Regions from separate parts of the Sus scrofa genome. Here region 1 is linked to region 2. The links are chromatin contacts, called in public HiChIP or PLAC-seq maps. All regions are on one chromosome and are shown on one strand. The core of a region is the stretch at or near the end of the contact, and the rest is flanking DNA. Distances in the headings are between cores, read along the strand shown.

The links. HiChIP or PLAC-seq counts read pairs in DNA pulled down with a chosen protein or histone mark.
Region 1: a contact with region 2 is called in an H3K27ac HiChIP or PLAC-seq map of alveolar macrophages. The contact joins the promoter of HSD17B4 here to the promoter of DMXL1 in region 2. A contact is called at or near these places in 1 of 5 promoter capture datasets (liver), 2 of 47 Hi-C or Micro-C datasets (heart right ventricle and liver) and 1 of 2 datasets of contacts at active chromatin or transcription factors (alveolar macrophages).

The regions. Positions count from the first base shown.
Region 1 is chr2:123,312,073-123,314,772 of Sscrofa11.1, reverse strand. It overlaps HSD17B4 (hydroxysteroid 17-beta dehydrogenase 4), which reads right to left and starts at 1,290. Exons shown (of 24, transcript NM_214306.1): 1 at 1,164-1,290. The coding sequence starts at 1,221.
Region 2 is chr2:123,001,792-123,004,491 of Sscrofa11.1, reverse strand. It overlaps DMXL1 (dmX-like protein 1), which reads right to left and starts at 1,415. Exons shown (of 46, transcript XM_021084665.1): 1 at 755-1,415. The coding sequence starts at 841.

The DNA of each region.
Region 1 (2,700 bases), core at 41-2,540, 310 kb before region 2:
ATGATCATTTTAGAATGAAGTATTTAGCTACAGGTACAAAATACTTGGCTACCAACTAATACTAAAGACATTTTTCTGAACAGAAGCATAAGAATTTACTTTATTAATGGAGATGTGAAGGTACAAATGAATTAACTGACAGAATTCCATTGTTTGTGATTTTTAACATACAATTCAAATTAATTCTTCATTAAATCCATAAGGCACTACCAGTGGGGGATCAATTAAGACCAAGATCCCTGCACTTGGAGGTCGGAGAGGTCGTGTATTGGTGGTAAAAATAGAAAACCTCAACGCAAAGCATTCGCGTGGGTATGACTGGTTTGTTTTAATTCTGTCCTTTAAAAATAGGGTTATTTCTCATAACAAATCACCATTTTGCTTCGGAAGTACAGGAAGATCTGGCCCATGTCAAAAAGGCCTCTGCTCCTCAGCTCCTGCTGTCCCCATGACACTCTCAATTACGTCCTTTATCAGGCACTGAGTTCACAACCCACGCCAAGACTCCAGTGGACTAGTCAATATGGTGCTTGGCTTGATATACATACAAAGTCCAACCAGGAGGAATCCAATCAGATTTTTTTTTTTTTCTTTTTAAGGAAGGCCCTCTAAAGAACTTAAAATCATCCAACAAAGGGAAGGATGAGTGACTTTTTAAAAGCAAGGGACTGACATATCTGCTACACCGGGGGTGACTGCAGCTCCCAGACGGCTTTTCCACCACATTTAAAAGACTTAAAGCGGCCTAGATAGTCTACTGGCAGGAAGAGTCCCAATGGATACTCACGGATGAGCTCCTGAAAGACCTTTCACCTAGTTCTGCAACCCGCAGCCCAACGAAGCCTCTCTCCTCAGGCAAGATCCTAAACCCTGAGAAGTCCACACGGGTGGGGGCTGCACCAGGAGTTTCTGGCTCTCCACTCAAGACTGGCCAGCCCCACCTCCCCCGCCTCAGCAGATTCGGCGTCGGGAGGACAGTCGTTGTCCGTCCTCCCACCACCCCCAGGGGATCCAGCCGCTCACTCCGCTAGCTGCCCCGCCACCGCTGTCCGCAGTCCCGACGCTGAGACCGCAGCCACCGCTGCGAGAGCAGCGGGACCGAAAAGGAGTGCTCCGGGATAGGAGCGACCCGGACGTCAGCCTTCCAACCTTTGCATGCCTACCTCCCCCGGCACCGGTGACCAGCACCACACGCCCGTAGAAGTTCAACATCGAGGCCATAAGTCCGGCCTGCAGAAGAACCAGCACAGCTCACACTGCCGGACAGGGAAAACCTGAGGCGAGGAGGAGCGGCGCCGAAGGCATTAACCGGCCAGTTTCTGGGTAAGAGAGTGACGTAGTATTTTTCCAAGTGCGCCTGCGCGGCCAATCCCTTGGAACTCTGGGAAATGTAGTCCACCGTGCCTCCAGGCGCTGCTGGACCCTGCCCAGGAGGCTTGGGTTGAAAGGGCTAGTTCTGCTGCGGAAGTAAAGGGAGCTGATGGGACCTTTGTGGTAAAATGGCTGACTGGGCCGACCTTGTATTTATCCATTCACCCGTCCCTTTGTCATTCACTCAACAAGCGTTTTCTGGATCTTGGCGAGGATGCAGCCCCTATCCTTAAGTAGCTTTCAAAAATAGCTCCTGAGAAGTAGAGGTACTCTGACCAATGGGTAAAAGATTTCTCAGAATGGACCTCTGGGAACTGTCAAAAATGCAAAGTACTGAGCCCCCACGCTGACATCCCAAATGGAATTGATTGACTCTACCGGTCCTGGAGTCTGAGACTGGCCAAGACCGCTTGTTTCTGCCAGGAAGGTTTTCTTTTTCCACTTGGCTTCACACAGCCAATAATGAAATCGATGTTGAAACTGGAACAGCACGAGCTTTATTTAATCACCAAAGAATGGAGAAGCGGAAACTTAGGTCACAAATCAATTTCTAAACCCAATTCAGATGGAGACACCACACATGTAGGACGATGGAGATAAAAGGGAGGTAATTAGGAAAAGTGGGAGGAATACTCAGTCATGACTTAACCAAGAACATCGATGTACTTCGGATCCAGAACTGAAAGAACACTCCTCCGTAGTCTTCGTAGTCTTCGTATGGGCCTTTCCCATTGTTGCTGTGGTAATTGTCAAGGGACAAAGCACTGGTAGGTGTCATTTAGTGTGCTAATCTATTGCAATGAATGTATAATGAGGCTAAAAGTCTACTGGAAGTCAAATGTTCTCTGGCACCTGGTTTGTTCTAACCTGTACTTGTTTTTCTCTTTGCAGCTTCCTCCTGAAACTTAGACTAGAGCAACTGGTTTCCATTCAAGGAAGGGGAAGGGGTATGATTCTGGGGCAATAGTCTTGGCCACAAAATATCAAGGGACAAAAAAAAAAAAAAAAAATGTCCAGGGGTGATTCTAAATAACTTTTGCTTTTGGGGGTTGAATATAGTCATATTATTAAGCACCTAGGGGTAGTAAGCACAAGTTTACAGATGAAAAATAAGGTGTCCCTGAGCTATTCAAAATTAGGTGGTATAACTTTACCTACAGTACAGCATGCTAAGACTTGTGCCGAAATAAACAAACCCTTTCCCTTCCGGTGAGAAAAGGGGAAAACTTTCCAAAGGAGATGACAGACTTAAGAAGTGTGCTTTGCAAATAGAGGATATTATAGGTAATAGAAGTAGAAGTACTAGCTTGACAGAGGTGGAGGTAAGTT
Region 2 (2,700 bases), core at 166-2,665:
GTAAATAGCCAGAAGTCTGTGGCCCTAGTCCTTTCAGTATTTGGGAAAGACCAATGAAAAACAGGGCACTTTCAGGAAACCTTAACCTGAAATTACCACTACATAGCAAAGAGGAGTTTTACTGAAAAAACAGTAATTCAACTTTTAGTAATTAATACGAACAATCTAAAATAAAAGTTTCCCAGGACTACTCAACTGTACGATATTCAAAAGATGGCAGGAGTGAACTATTTACAAAAAATATTTTTTTCTTTCCAGTTATCCTTCAGTGAATTTAAAGGAAAGCAAATGAAAAGCACTGTTTTTCACTATATTTTACCCAGCGCTAGTTGATAGCAAACAATTAGTAACTGTGTTTTTAAGGCACACACTCTTTTTCAACTACAAAGATACTTGACCTTTAGAGTAAGAACTGAAACCAATCCCAACTATTCCTAAACTTGACAACATTACACAGCAATGATTCCTGGATAAACGACTTTGGTAAACCAGCCCGAAGACGTCAGATGAAAAACTTTAAAAAAAACTACAAAACACTCTAACTTCCGAGTTCAGTCGGTACAAGGGTTTCTGCCTCCTTGGTCCTCAAATGCCAGGTTCGCCGCCGTAAAGGGCGGGAACCTTCGTTGGGGATGTGGGGACCCTCGTGAGGGAGACGAGGCTTTCTCGGCCTCTGCCTGGCATTCTGGGCCGAGGCCGGCTGACTCAGGGGCGCGGACTCGCCGCGGGCGACGCGAGAGCCTCCCTCACTCACCGTGAATCGCTGGTCGCCGACGCTGCCCACGGAGAAGCAGTGGTCGCCAGGGTTCACAGCCCCGGTCAGCACCTGGTGTAGGTTCATGTCGGCGTCTTAGTCCAGCAACGGACGTTGCCTCCCGCTCATGCCCAGGGCCAGCTGCCGCTTTCCTCCCTCCCTCTTTCCTTCACGGGCGGCGGCCGGGCTTGGGAGGCGACGGCGGCAGCGACAGGCGCCAGGAGCCGGAGCCACTCAGCCACTGCCCGCAGCTCATCCCGAGCCCCCGCGGGCGAGTCTGGGAGGGGGCGGGCCGGCAAGCGGGAGGAGCACCGCGCGTCCGCGCACCTGTCACAGCCCGCGAGGGCCCAGGTGATGCTCAGTGTTGACCCAGCCGCCGCGACCCCGAGCCGACCCACCGGCCAGGAAGGCCACGCCGTCCGCGACACTCAGTCTGGACTGTGGCTGGCCGGCTGGGACCGAGCCCCAGTGGCGCAAGCAGCACGCGCTCTCCCTCACCACCAGACCTAGCCCTTCCCGGCTCCGGTGCCTACCACCCCCACTGGCCTTCGCTGCTCTCTACGCGTCCCTAAGGCCTTTCGGCCGAAATATCGCGAGATTTCTCGCGGCTATGAGGAATACTGCAGTAAAGAATTTATTCCTGCCACAGTATACGGGTCCGCAAGTGGAAAACACCTCTTTGAGTGAAATATTGGCCAATCCTGAGCTCCCGTTCACCCAAGGCTCCGCCCACCACTGAGGATAGACCAATCTCTTTGAGGCTTGTGAGCGACGTCGTGCGTTTGAATATTCAATGTAAGAAGCCTAGCAAAAGCATAGAGAGCCTTGAATAAACTGAGTGTTGTCAGATTATGCTTTCGTTTAGGGCTTGATCTGACTTTTGGGCCAGAAAGTTAAAAGGGAGAAGTGTATTACAAATGCAGTTGCAGTGTCTTGGTCCTGGTAGAGACTACAAGTCCCAACAAGCACCGCTGCCTTAAGCGGCCCGCGAGTTTGGCCAAGTGAAGGTGAAACTAGAGGCGTCTCAGCGCAGAGTTAACTCTGGTCGAGCGCGTTTCCAGTTCGCTAGAAAGAAAAACTGGGGGAGGTTTCGACCCTTGCTAAGTACTAAATTTAATTTAACATTCGTTTTGAAGTAGTGCTGGTAATAATACTACACCGGCCCACGTTGAGATGGTGTTTTGGGAAAAAAACCTAAGAATTCCAATATGATTAGTGTCACGGCCTCTCACAAACTTTGAGACTCAACTCTAATTGCATTTTGACAGTTTTGTATTATTATTGATAAACATTTGTTTACGTCTTCTCCCATGTACCATGAGCCTCTCAGGGACAAACTGACCTGTATCCCACGTGTCTAGTGCAGTGCCATTTCCAAGGTAGGAGTTCAGAAAACGTTAAATGAGTAGACATAAATAGCAGCTCCCCACCTAAAAAGAGTAGTTGCTTTTTTTTAATGCCAAATTGATTTTGATTTCATACACTTTTCTTTTGGTGAAAAAAAAAAAATGGGAACAAAACCCAAAAAACTTCACACTAATACTTGGATGGGAGGAGTACTAGTAATTTTGTTTTTACTTTCCCTAAGTTTTTTCCGAGGAACATAATTTTTTTTTTTTGCAACTTAAAAATTAACTAAAAATAAGTTTGAGAGCCATCTCCCTATTTTAAATTTGAGAGTTGTAAATGAACGCCCTTATTATATCCCAGTATCCCCATAAAAGTGAAGGATTGAAAACTTGTCTTTAAAAAAGAAAAAACTGTTTTATTGAGGTCTCACATAGTTACAGTTTAGGGTTTGTGTTTTAATTATTAATTCAGATTTATTTAATGTTGCTTTAAGTCAGTTTCATTTTTAAAATCTTAAACCATGATTTTTCTATGTTCAATATAAATTTTGTGTCTAGCCCAAAGTTTAACATGTTTACTCATTCTGTTCTGCCCAT